3 separate regions of the Sus scrofa genome follow, and all the other regions are linked to region 3. The links are chromatin contacts, called in public Hi-C maps. All regions are on one chromosome and are shown on one strand. The core of a region is the stretch at or near the end of the contact, and the rest is flanking DNA. Distances in the headings are between cores, read along the strand shown. Region 1 has its middle 81 kb from the start of RHOB. Region 2 has its middle 55 kb from the start of RHOB. Region 3 overlaps HS1BP3 (HCLS1-binding protein 3).

Region 1 (3,515 bases), core at 7-2,506, 67 kb before region 3:
GCTGGAACCCTGAGGCTGGGAGCCGGGGCCACAGGGCCTGGCATGGTGTTGGGGGCACGGAGGCCCTTTCAGTCCTCATGAGGACAGGGCTGTTTGGCTGGGGTGGAGGGAGGCCGTGAACTGGAGAGAGCAGCCAGAACACCCCACCCAGCCTGGTGGTCCAGGCCTCTGCTGGCCCAGACCGCACTGGCTCCTCCAGGCTCTAAACACCCCAGCTTCCCTTCATCTCTGCCAAGTGCTCTCCTCTGTCCCCTGCTGTGCTCTCACTGTCCTGCTGCTCAGAGCTGCCACACAGCCTCCCTCTGTCCCACAGCTCCAGGGTCCTCGAGACGGGTGCCATGTCTGATGGGCCCCCAGTCCCCAGCACCTGGCTCAGGGCCTGCTCAGAGCAGGTGCTCCACACATATGTGCAGAATAAATGCACAATGGACGAAAGGGCAGTGAATGAATGGGCCTCACAACCCAGGGCCTGACCACAGCAGGGCCCGACCACAGCAGGGCCTCAACGAATTGTTACTGAAATCGACCAAAGAGGCCCTGAAGGCTGGTTCATGATGTCGCAATGTCCTAGTTGGCTTCCTCCATCACACACAACACACACACACACACACAGAGGATCTTTCTAGAACACAGAGGATCTTTCTAGAACGCTTTATCATAGTTAAATAGCCCTGCCCTAGGCACCAAGTCCCTCACACTCAAAATGCACACTCCCAGGAGCGTTGCCCACTACCCGCCCCCCACCTCACTCCCTTGCACACTCTAACTGCCCCACCCACCCCCGACACACACACACACAGCCCTGGGTAGACACACCAGGACTCTCCTGGTGCTCGGCAACCTTCTCAGCTTCCCACTGAGATTTCAAAAGATGCTGATCTTTGGCAGCTGCATTAATGCATCACAGTCCGGGAGGCGCCAACCTTCCTAAAAATATCTGAGAACCCTCAGTGCAGAGAGAGGCTGTGAAGGCACGTGCATCCTGACGGAGCCAGCTCGTCCTGCCTTGGCTGCACGGGCCACCCCTCAGCACTCCCCCAAATGCCCCATACCCACCTGCTCTGAGCCCCCTAAACCTCAATGGGCAAGGGCAGAGCCAGAGACTTCCCAGAGAGCCTTCAGCCTGCCTCTCCACTGTATAGATGGGGACACTGAGCCCCAGAGGGGGAAGAAGCGAGGGGCTCTGCAGAGCGCTGTCTCCGGGCCAGCAGCCAGCTGGGGGTGGGAAGGAGGGGGCACCTTTGTCTAGTCTGGCTGGGCTGGGCTGGCCCTGAACTGAGTTCTGTTCCGATGGGACCTCAGCCCCACCCCTCCCCAGAGCTAATAAAGAGCTCCGCCAGGCAAAGCGGTTCCTCAGGCACAGGCAAGGGAGGGGGAAGAAGGCTCAGGGTCTCCAGGCCAAGATGGAGTTACCCTCTTACAATAGATTTAAGCTTCTCAAGCAGGGAGACTGGGTATGGCCCCAAGGCGGAGTGCAAGGGGGCTTAGACTTAGTTCTGCTTCAGAAAGAAGTGAGTCCAGGAGTTCACGTCATGGCTCAGTGGTTCATGAACCTGACTAGCCTCCAAGAGGATGCGGGTTTGATCCCTGACCTCACGCAGTGGGTTGAGGATCCGGCGTTGCCGTGAGCTGTGGTGTAGGTTGCAGACAGGGCTCAGATCCTGAGTTGCTGTGGCTGCGGGGTAGGATGGCGGCTACAGGTCGGATTGGACCCCTAGCCTGGGAACCTCCATTTGCCGCCAGTGTGGCCCTAAAAGACCAAAAAAAAAAAAAAAAAAAAAAGAAAAGAAAAAGGAGTCCATTCCTTCGAAATTCCTGCACAGGAGGGCTGCTTAGAGCTTACCCCGCCCCAGACCCCGTCATAGAACCCTCCAGGTCTCCCTGGCAGCCCCAGCCTTGTTTCTCCAAGTGTGGTCCCAGGACCAGCATCAGCACTTGGGAGCTTGTTGGAAATGCAGACTCTCAGGCCCCACCCCGAGACCAGCTGGATCAGATCCCCAAGTGGTTCTTAGGCCCAGTGGAGTTTGGGAAGCATGGGCCTGTGGAACCACTTAGGATCGGGTCACACCCCACGGCGACACCTGTGATTGATTGCATGTGAGCAATATTATTAATTAGCTGGGAGGGGGACAGGGAGGGCTGGTCTCGGAGAGGAGGGATCCCTAAGACGGCGAATCCATGCACAAATTGGAAGCTGCTACCCAGCCCCTCCGGGGGAACAAGGGTCATATACTGATTGAATCTGGGGAAATAAAGGATGGGAGATGCCGTCTGGTGCTGCCCCTTCCTGGGGCTGGAGCTCCTCTGCAGCCTCTCCAACAGCTGCTTTCTAGTCCCGCTTGGGCTCCCACCATGATGGGGAGCTCACCACCTCTCAGGTGGGCCATTGCGGGGTGCACTGCTGTGATTCAGCAGCCCCCCTGGCATAGAGCTGACCCACCTCCACAGCCCCCACTGGCCCGCCCTCCAGCCCTGGGTCCCCTCAGGGCTGCCAGTAACCAGGCCTGGCCCTCCTTGGATCCGTGGCGCCCTGCCACTTTACCCTTTATCTAGGTCCAGAAATAGTCTTTCTATTTGTGTGGGGAGAGTCATTTTATGGGTCTCTTTTTGGTGAGTGTGGAGGTGTTGAAGGGGCCTCTGGAAGCAGAACTTCCGCCGTGAGGATTCACTGTGTTGGCCTCGCTTCACCCTTTCCTCTGGCCGTCAGACAAGCGGGCCCCAGGCAGACTTGGTTAAGTCAGAGGCACAGGGAGGGGGCACCTCCAGGGGCTTTTCTAAGCTGCAGATGACATGTGCCCAGCAAGGGACAGGTACTCGGGAGGGCGGTTGGCTGGCAGACATCACCCCTTGCTATGGGCAGGGCCCAGGGGAGCCTCAGGGGGCTGAAGGCACCTGTCCCAAGGAGCCCTGGGGGGGACAGCAGATGTGCACAGCATGGGAGACCCATTCTATGCCCCCCCACCCTGTGCTCCCCGTGGGGCTCCCGCCAGTACCTCTGGACACCTCCATCTGCCCACCGCACAGGCCTCACTCTCGAACATTCTGGGGTTGAGCTCATCCTCCCCTTCCCCCGGCACTGCGGCCATGTCTCACCAAGGGGCACCATTGTTACCCAGCGTCCAAGCAGCAAACTGGGGGTCACCCTTCGTTCTGTCCCCCTCCTGCCTCCCCCTTATCTGCTCCACGCCTCTCACGGAGTTCTGCGACTTCTGTACTTCCGGTGGCAGTGCCGTGAGGAGGGGGACATCCTGGTCTCAGAGCCCTGGTCCCACCCTGTCTCTGACTCACTGAGACCTCGGGCAGGTTCTGATCCCTCTCTGAACCTTTGCTGCATCGACACAATGACAGCTTCTACAGGTCCTTGGAGCTGGGTTACTCCAGACCCGTGGTGACAAATGGAAGCCACTAGGCACACGTGGCTATTTAAATTAAAATTCATTACAATTGAATAGAAGAAAAATTCAGCTCCTCAGTCCCACCAGCCACATTTCAAGGGCCCACCTGTCACCTGTGGC
Region 2 (3,434 bases), core at 192-2,691, 93 kb before region 3:
TGAGTCACTCTTTTGCGCAGAAACATCTCTGGGCCCTCCTCCACGATCAAGTTCAAACGCCTCGGCCTGGAATTGAAGACTTTTCAGGATCTGGCCCCAAGCTGCTGCCAGAGTCCAGGAGGGCCCTGAGGAGCCCGAATGCTGAGCCAGCTCTCCGAGGCCTGGCTCTGTGGTTGAGACCATGGCCTGTTGATCAGCACCCGCATCGCTCAGGTGGCCGGCTGTACTTTTTGTGCTTGGGTGTAGGTTATCTTCTTTTGGTAGTTTCCAGCCTATTTCACTGATGGCTGTTCAGCGGTTGGTTGTGAGGTCGATGTTTCTGTGAGAGACGGTGAGTTTAAGTCCTTCTCCTCTGCCATCTTGTCCTGGATGCCACCCCCCTGGCCCCCTCCCCCGGCCATACTCTCTCTGTGCTGGAGCCAGAACGAGCTGGCCTACCATAACCTTCCCAGGGTCCCCCTCTGGCCCTGTGCCATCCTGCACCTCCTTGAGCTGGCTTTGCTCAGTGTGACAGGCAGGGGGGCCTGCCCACTGCCCCCTGCCCCCCCCGGCCCAGGAGCTCCTCAGTGGTGGTGCCTGACTCCCCCCAGTAACTGTCCAGCTCAGCCCACAGTAGTTGCGCCATCAATGTTTGCTGATGTGAGTTGGATTAAACCCACTGAAAGGTACTCCCCCTCAGACTGAGACTGGGTCCCCTCCGTCTTGGGGGTTTACGCTGCTTCTGTGTGGGTAGCGTCTCTGTGGCCTGCTTATTCCAGCCCTCTGACGTGATCTCACCAAATCCTGCTTTTCTGTGGGCACTTTAGGCTGGCTGCCCTGTACAGCTGGGCAGGCTGTGCACTGCGCAATTCCAGGTGACACCATGCACTGAGACCATGATGTGAGTGGAACCCACCAGAGGTGTGTAAGATGGGGGCTCTGTCCCAGAGGCCTCTGTCTCCAGATGCCAGGCCCGGCCAGGGAGCTGAGACTCCGTATCTAGAGGCATGGCCAGGGCTTCCTCCTGGGGCTGCAGAATCCCTCTGTAGATGCAGTCAGCCCCCAGAGCCTCCTCAAGGGGAGACCTCATTCTCCGTTCCTCTGTCTAATCATGGAACTAGATGGGTCCTGAACCAGGCCACCCACCAGCTGCCCGACATGCCAGGCCTCTGCCTCAGTAAGTGACACACAGTGTGGTGCTGACCGGGGCACTTTGAGAGGGAAGAGGAGCCTCGAGGTCTTATTCTATAAGGACAGCAGGTGTAAACGGTGACTGTCCCTGACAAACTGAGTGTCCAACCCAGGTCTGCCTGACACCATGACCCGTGATCTTCTTCCTACTCAGCGACAGGGAGCACATCCCAGACAAGGTCATTTGGGGGAGAGAAGGGCATGGTAGGGCCAACGCAGGGAGTGCTGTCCAGAGAGGGGTCCTGCTGGGCCCTCTGGGGGGACCGTTGCTTTTGCTTTCTGTGTCCGCAAAGCTGCTCCCATCGCAGGCTAACTTCTGTGAGCTGGACCAGGTGGGGCCAGGAGAGCTGGCACAGAAGGCCTTCAGCTGGTGGTCAGGGGCTTGGGAATTAGTCCTGGGTCCACGTGACTCGAGCCAGCCACCTCCATGACCTGGGCCTCGGTCACCCCTTTTGCAAAACCCCTGCCCTGCCTGCCATAGAGGAGCCTCGAGAAGCTTCTGGGTGATCATGTGAGTGAGGGGCTTCATGCCCCGCAGGGGGTCTCGGCTCCTGCTTGGTGTCTGTGCTGTATCTCCTCCCAGTGCCCGCTGTGTGGACAAATGGATGCCAGGCATTTCCGGACTCTCTACCAACACGCTCACCAAGTATTTCCTGTTGGGGACCTACCCCTGAGTACACCTCTCTGGGGAGTTAAAAACTAAAGCTACGGGAGTTCCCGTCGTGGCTCAGTGGTTAACAAATCCGACTAGGAACCGTGAGGTTGCAAGTTCGACCCCTGGCCTTGCTCAGTGGGTTAAGGATCCCGCGTTGCTGTGAGCTGTGGCGTAGGTTGCAGATGTGGCTCTGATCTGGCGTTGCTGTGGCTCAGGTGTAGGCCGGCGGCTATAGCTCCGATTAGACCCCTAGCCTGGGAACCTCCATGTGCCTCGGGAGCGGCCCTAGAAGAGGCAAAAAGACAAAATAATAATAATAATAATAATAAAGCTATGATATTCCTTCCTTGAAGCATTCTGGATGCAATGGAATAATACAGACCCATCCAAGAGCAAGAGTGCAACTAACTGAGACACGCCGTGGGTGACCAGGGGGCCAGCCTGGAGGTGGCTGTGGACCGGCGGCTGAGAGGAGAGGGAGGCAAGGGGACCCAGGAAGGAGCCTCATGGTGGCTGTGACCTTGGCAATGGCAGTGGTGGTTGCAAAGAAGTGGTCTGGGTTTCCACTCCTCCTGGGAGACGTGCTAGCACCCCCTGGCTACCTGACCACTCTCTACATGACCTGATGTGGAGCCAGAAAAAACGAGCAGTGCAAGAGGATCTCTCTCAGTCCTGGGCTGGAACTAGGGCCTGAGTAGGGGGCAACATAGGCCCCTGCTGGGACCAGGGCAGGGAAGGGCTGAGGTCAGCAACACACGCTCAGTTTCTGATAATTTTAGCCACAAGGGGAGGAGGCCTGTGCTTCTTTATTTGAGTTGATTGTCTTCAGTCTAAACGATCCCTAGGGAGCCCCACGGCTGGGACAGGAAGGCTTCAGGGCTGACAATGGGCGGCTGGCGGACTCTTCCCCAGGAAGGAGCAGCCCCAGATCTGAGCGGTGGCGGCGGGAGGACAGTTGCATCCCCAGGAGGCCCAGGAGGTCGCTTTTGGATCCGGAAGGGTCGAGGGATGGATCACGGGAACGGAAACATGGGAAATATGGCCAGAGTTAGCCGAGGTCCAGCTGGATTCAATTGTTAGTCCATGCACTTGGGGACTTTCCACAGGACAGAGCGAATGTTCTCTGCCTAGAACATGAAGTTCAGGGGACCTTCGGACTCAGCCCTCTGCGTTTCTGCTGCCCTGCAGCCTTCCTGGGTGACCTTGGGGTTAGCACCAGGACACCGCCTTCCTTGGTGATGGGTGGGCGCTGGGGCTGAGGACCTGGCAAGAAGGATTGTGGGCTCTTAGCAGAGGTGCCCGGCAGGCAGCTGCTCACACGGGCACGCCTGCTGGGAGGTTGATGTGTTTAAATGACAGTGTTCTGACTTATTAGACTTGGCTGCCCTCAATAATCTGTCCATTCTCTTTCCCTGGAAGAAATATTATGAGAGATTCTTAGAGGCTGACCTTTGTCATGAGGGTCCCACTGTCCCTCGAGCCTATTGCTGGGACAGTCATGCTGTTTGCTCCAAGAAAGCCCAGGGGTCTTATAAGGATTCCATTTCACAATGAGGCAGGGCGATGCCATTGATAACACGTGGCCTTCAGAGCCTGAAAAACCCCTCTG
Region 3 (3,134 bases), core at 299-2,798:
TCCTTTGAGCAGAGAGCGGGAAGCCCAGCTTCACGGGGAAGTGAACTAGCTGGTCCCTCGGGAAGCTGAGGGTCCTCAGGGACCTGGGGCCTGGACGTGGGGTGGGGGGGCCCTCTCTGGGCACTGGGGGAAGAGGTGGGGGGGCAGGTAGCAAGCCTGGTGGGTGGGCAGCATTTGGAAAAGCAGAGAGCCCTTCCCAAGGCAGGGGAATCGAGTCCCCGAAGACCCCTTCACTGGGGAGACCCAACCCAGACCCCCAGTAGAAGCTTGGGGGACCCCGTTCTGGGGCAGGTCCTCATTCTGGGGCAGGTCTCTGGAGGAAAAGCTTCCACAGAGTAAACGCTCCATCCGTGAATGAGTTCCTCATTGCCTGCAATGGCGAAAGCCTATGGAAAGCACCAGCAATGTCCCCAAGCAGGGGCCTGGCAATGTCATTTATAGCCCCTCAGCCTGAGGGACCAGCACTGAGTTAAGAATGTGGACGTTTATTTATTGATCTGCAAACACTGGAAATGGAAGCTGAACAAAAGCAAAGTATGAGATGGCGCACATAACACGATCCCGTTTTGGTAATACAACGGGAACATCACGACAGAAGGACTTTCAATGGGGCTTTCGATGTTTCTTTGTTAATCGAATACTATTTGAGTGATTATTTAAAATATTTCTAGCAGAGTATTTCTAGCAGAAGGCAGAACTATCATGGGACAACTTCCTCTTTCTCAGAACTGTGAAGTCTCTAAAATAGAAAGTTAAACACGAAGACGCTGCCCCCACGCGGAGAGCGGTCTTGAGGACATTCCGTGCAAAAGCGGAGGATGAAAGGACCTGTGCGCTCCGGCCGCAGTTACGCGGATGCAGCCAGGACAGAGACACAAAACCCCCGAACACGGGAGCGCGGCAGTGACGGGCTGGGCTGGGCTTTTTCTGTCTTGAGCCACTTCCAATGGTGTAGTGGCGGGTCTTTCCTTAATCAAAACCAGGTTTAACAGACAAAGGAAAGCCAGGCTTTGTGCCCATGCCTCCCACCCTCCCAGCAGCCCCGCAGTGGAGCAACAGCGCCCCGCCGCGGCCACGGCAGGAAGGACCGATATCTGTCCCCTGGAAACGTGGCTGCTTCGGGCCCAGACGGTCGCTTGCGGGTGGGGTGGGTGGGGTGGCTGGCAAAGCAGGGAGGCCGCATCTGCAGAGGAACTGGGGGCGCGGGATGGAGAAAAATGCCTGCAAAGCCTAAGTCTCCTGTAAAGGGTGGGCTGCGCAGCACTCTGCGCGGAAGTCAACGAGGCCACCTTGGCATTCCAGGAGAGGCCAAGGGGAAGCGCTGGCTTCGAGACCGGGCTCCGCCACACATGAGGCTTTGGCCAAGTCCCCACTCAGCTCTGTCCTCCATGTTCCCATCTGTGAAAGGGGGCTAATCCCAGGGCCCTGCCTGCCACCCAGACTGCTGGAAGACTGGCACCAAGGAACAGGGTGTAGGGGGGGTGGCATCAAGTCCTGACCCTGTCATTTCTTGATGACAGAAATGAATCTGGATGAGCTACTGACTGCAAACGTCAGCTTCCTCATCCACAGAATGAGCCTGATGCCACGCCCCGCTGCTGAGGGCTCCATTTCCCCAGCCAGACCCACAATGGATCCTGAAAGCCGTTTGGTGAGTCATGACCTTTTAAAAGAAAGAAAGGAAGAAAGAAAATAGAAACTCTCTATTCACGTAAATGCTAATCAATTCCTGGCATTTAATAAGTTCCCAAATCTTTGTTGTCGGAGTTCTCTTATGGCGCAGCAGGTTAAGGATCCAGCATTGTCACTGGAGTTTGATTTCTGGCAGGAGAACACCTCCACATGCCCCAGGCTCGGCCCACAAAAAGTGTTAGCTGTAGGTGTCAGCACTGACTGCTGCCATGCTGGTCATCAAAAGAAGGGCTGGCAGAAGGTCCAAAGCCACTGGCATCCCTAACAGGTGCCCAGCTCTCCTCGGATTCAGGAAGGTAGAGCTGGGGGTGGTCCTGGGGGGCAGAGGGTCCCCAGACGGTCAGCACCTCCCCCGACAATTGCTACTGGAGTGGGCAGGAAATTGAGGGTGGCCCTTGCCAACCCGAAAGAACATTTTCCTATCCAAAAAAGGAGCCGCTTTGCTAAGCAGGTCCCTGAGCCAGAGGCTGGCACAAACCATGCGAGCCCATCTCAGTCTGGCAGCGAGTGATGTGTGGTTACTCAGAACGCAGAGAGGGTGAGTTCCAACAAATATAGCCCAACAAGGCCCTTAGGCTGCACAGGCTGATAAGGAGCCTCTGTTACGGACTTCTCCTGACATAACCTCGCTGTGGCTCCCATGGGGCCACGGACCCCCTTCTAGGACAAGGCCAGTGTGGAGGGCTGGGGTAGGGGGGCTGACTCCCGGGCGCCAAGGAGCTGCAGGACCTCCAGCTCTGGTCCCATCTCCCTGAGCACCTAGGATCTTTCCCCAGCCCAACTCCTGACTCCCCTCTAGGCTGATCTCACAGCCATCCTGCAGCCACACAGCGCCCGTGCCCACCCTCACACATCCCACCAGGAGGGGAAGGCCTGTGGGCGGCAGGCAGTGCCCTCTGGGCTGTTTTTCCTGTTATTTAAGTTGAACTTGCCTCTGCCCGATGTCTCCTCGCTCTAACTTCCTTCTGGTACAGGGCCTGCGTGATGGGCGGGGAGGAGGTCCCCCTCGTCCGTCGTGGGGCACACAGATGGGGCCGTGACGTCTGTGTGAACCCACTCATCCTCACAAGCACCCCAGGAGACAGGTGCTATCATCATCCTGCCTTCACCACAGAAAACACAAGGATTCCAGCCCGGGGAGCCTGGCTCCGCAGGGCAGGGCAGGGCAGGGTCCTGCGCCTGGTATGAATCTCGCACCCTATGTACCAGCTGCCTGACCTCTGAGGACTTCAGTTGCTTAAGTCTGTCAAATGGTATCATAACAGCTGTTTGCAGGGCAATGAGACGTGGTATACGAAGTACGCCAATACACATACAATGCCTGCTATACAAATGCAATGCCTGGCACATAGTAGGCTCTCAAAATCAGTAGTTCCCACCTTTGTTTCTTGCTCATTTGGGCCAAGAAGTGAGGGCTAGCTTGCCTCTTCTTCTCCAGTGTA

Evidence for each region. Hi-C and Micro-C count contacts between places; a contact is called where the count stands out from the background.
Region 1: a contact with region 3 is called in a Hi-C map of heart right ventricle, with 9 times the contacts expected there. A contact is called at or near these places in 8 of 47 Hi-C or Micro-C datasets (alveolar macrophages, embryonic fibroblasts, heart right ventricle and 3 more) and 1 of 2 datasets of targeted methods (skeletal muscle).
Region 2: a Hi-C map of skeletal muscle shows a contact between it and region 3, with 2.7 times the contacts expected there. A contact is called at or near these places in 8 of 47 Hi-C or Micro-C datasets (blood, embryonic fibroblasts, epiblast stem cells and 5 more) and 2 of 2 datasets of targeted methods (alveolar macrophages and skeletal muscle).

Annotation. Positions count from the first base shown.
Region 1 is chr3:117,692,387-117,695,901 of Sscrofa11.1, reverse strand. No RefSeq gene overlaps it. Among named protein-coding and RNA genes, the nearest start is that of RHOB, 81 kb to the left of the region's middle.
Region 2 is chr3:117,718,793-117,722,226 of Sscrofa11.1, reverse strand. No RefSeq gene overlaps it. Among named protein-coding and RNA genes, the nearest start is that of RHOB, 55 kb to the left of the region's middle.
Region 3 is chr3:117,626,470-117,629,603 of Sscrofa11.1, reverse strand. All of the region lies in intron 4 of HS1BP3 (HCLS1-binding protein 3), which reads right to left. Among named protein-coding and RNA genes, the nearest start is that of HS1BP3, 19 kb to the right of the region's middle.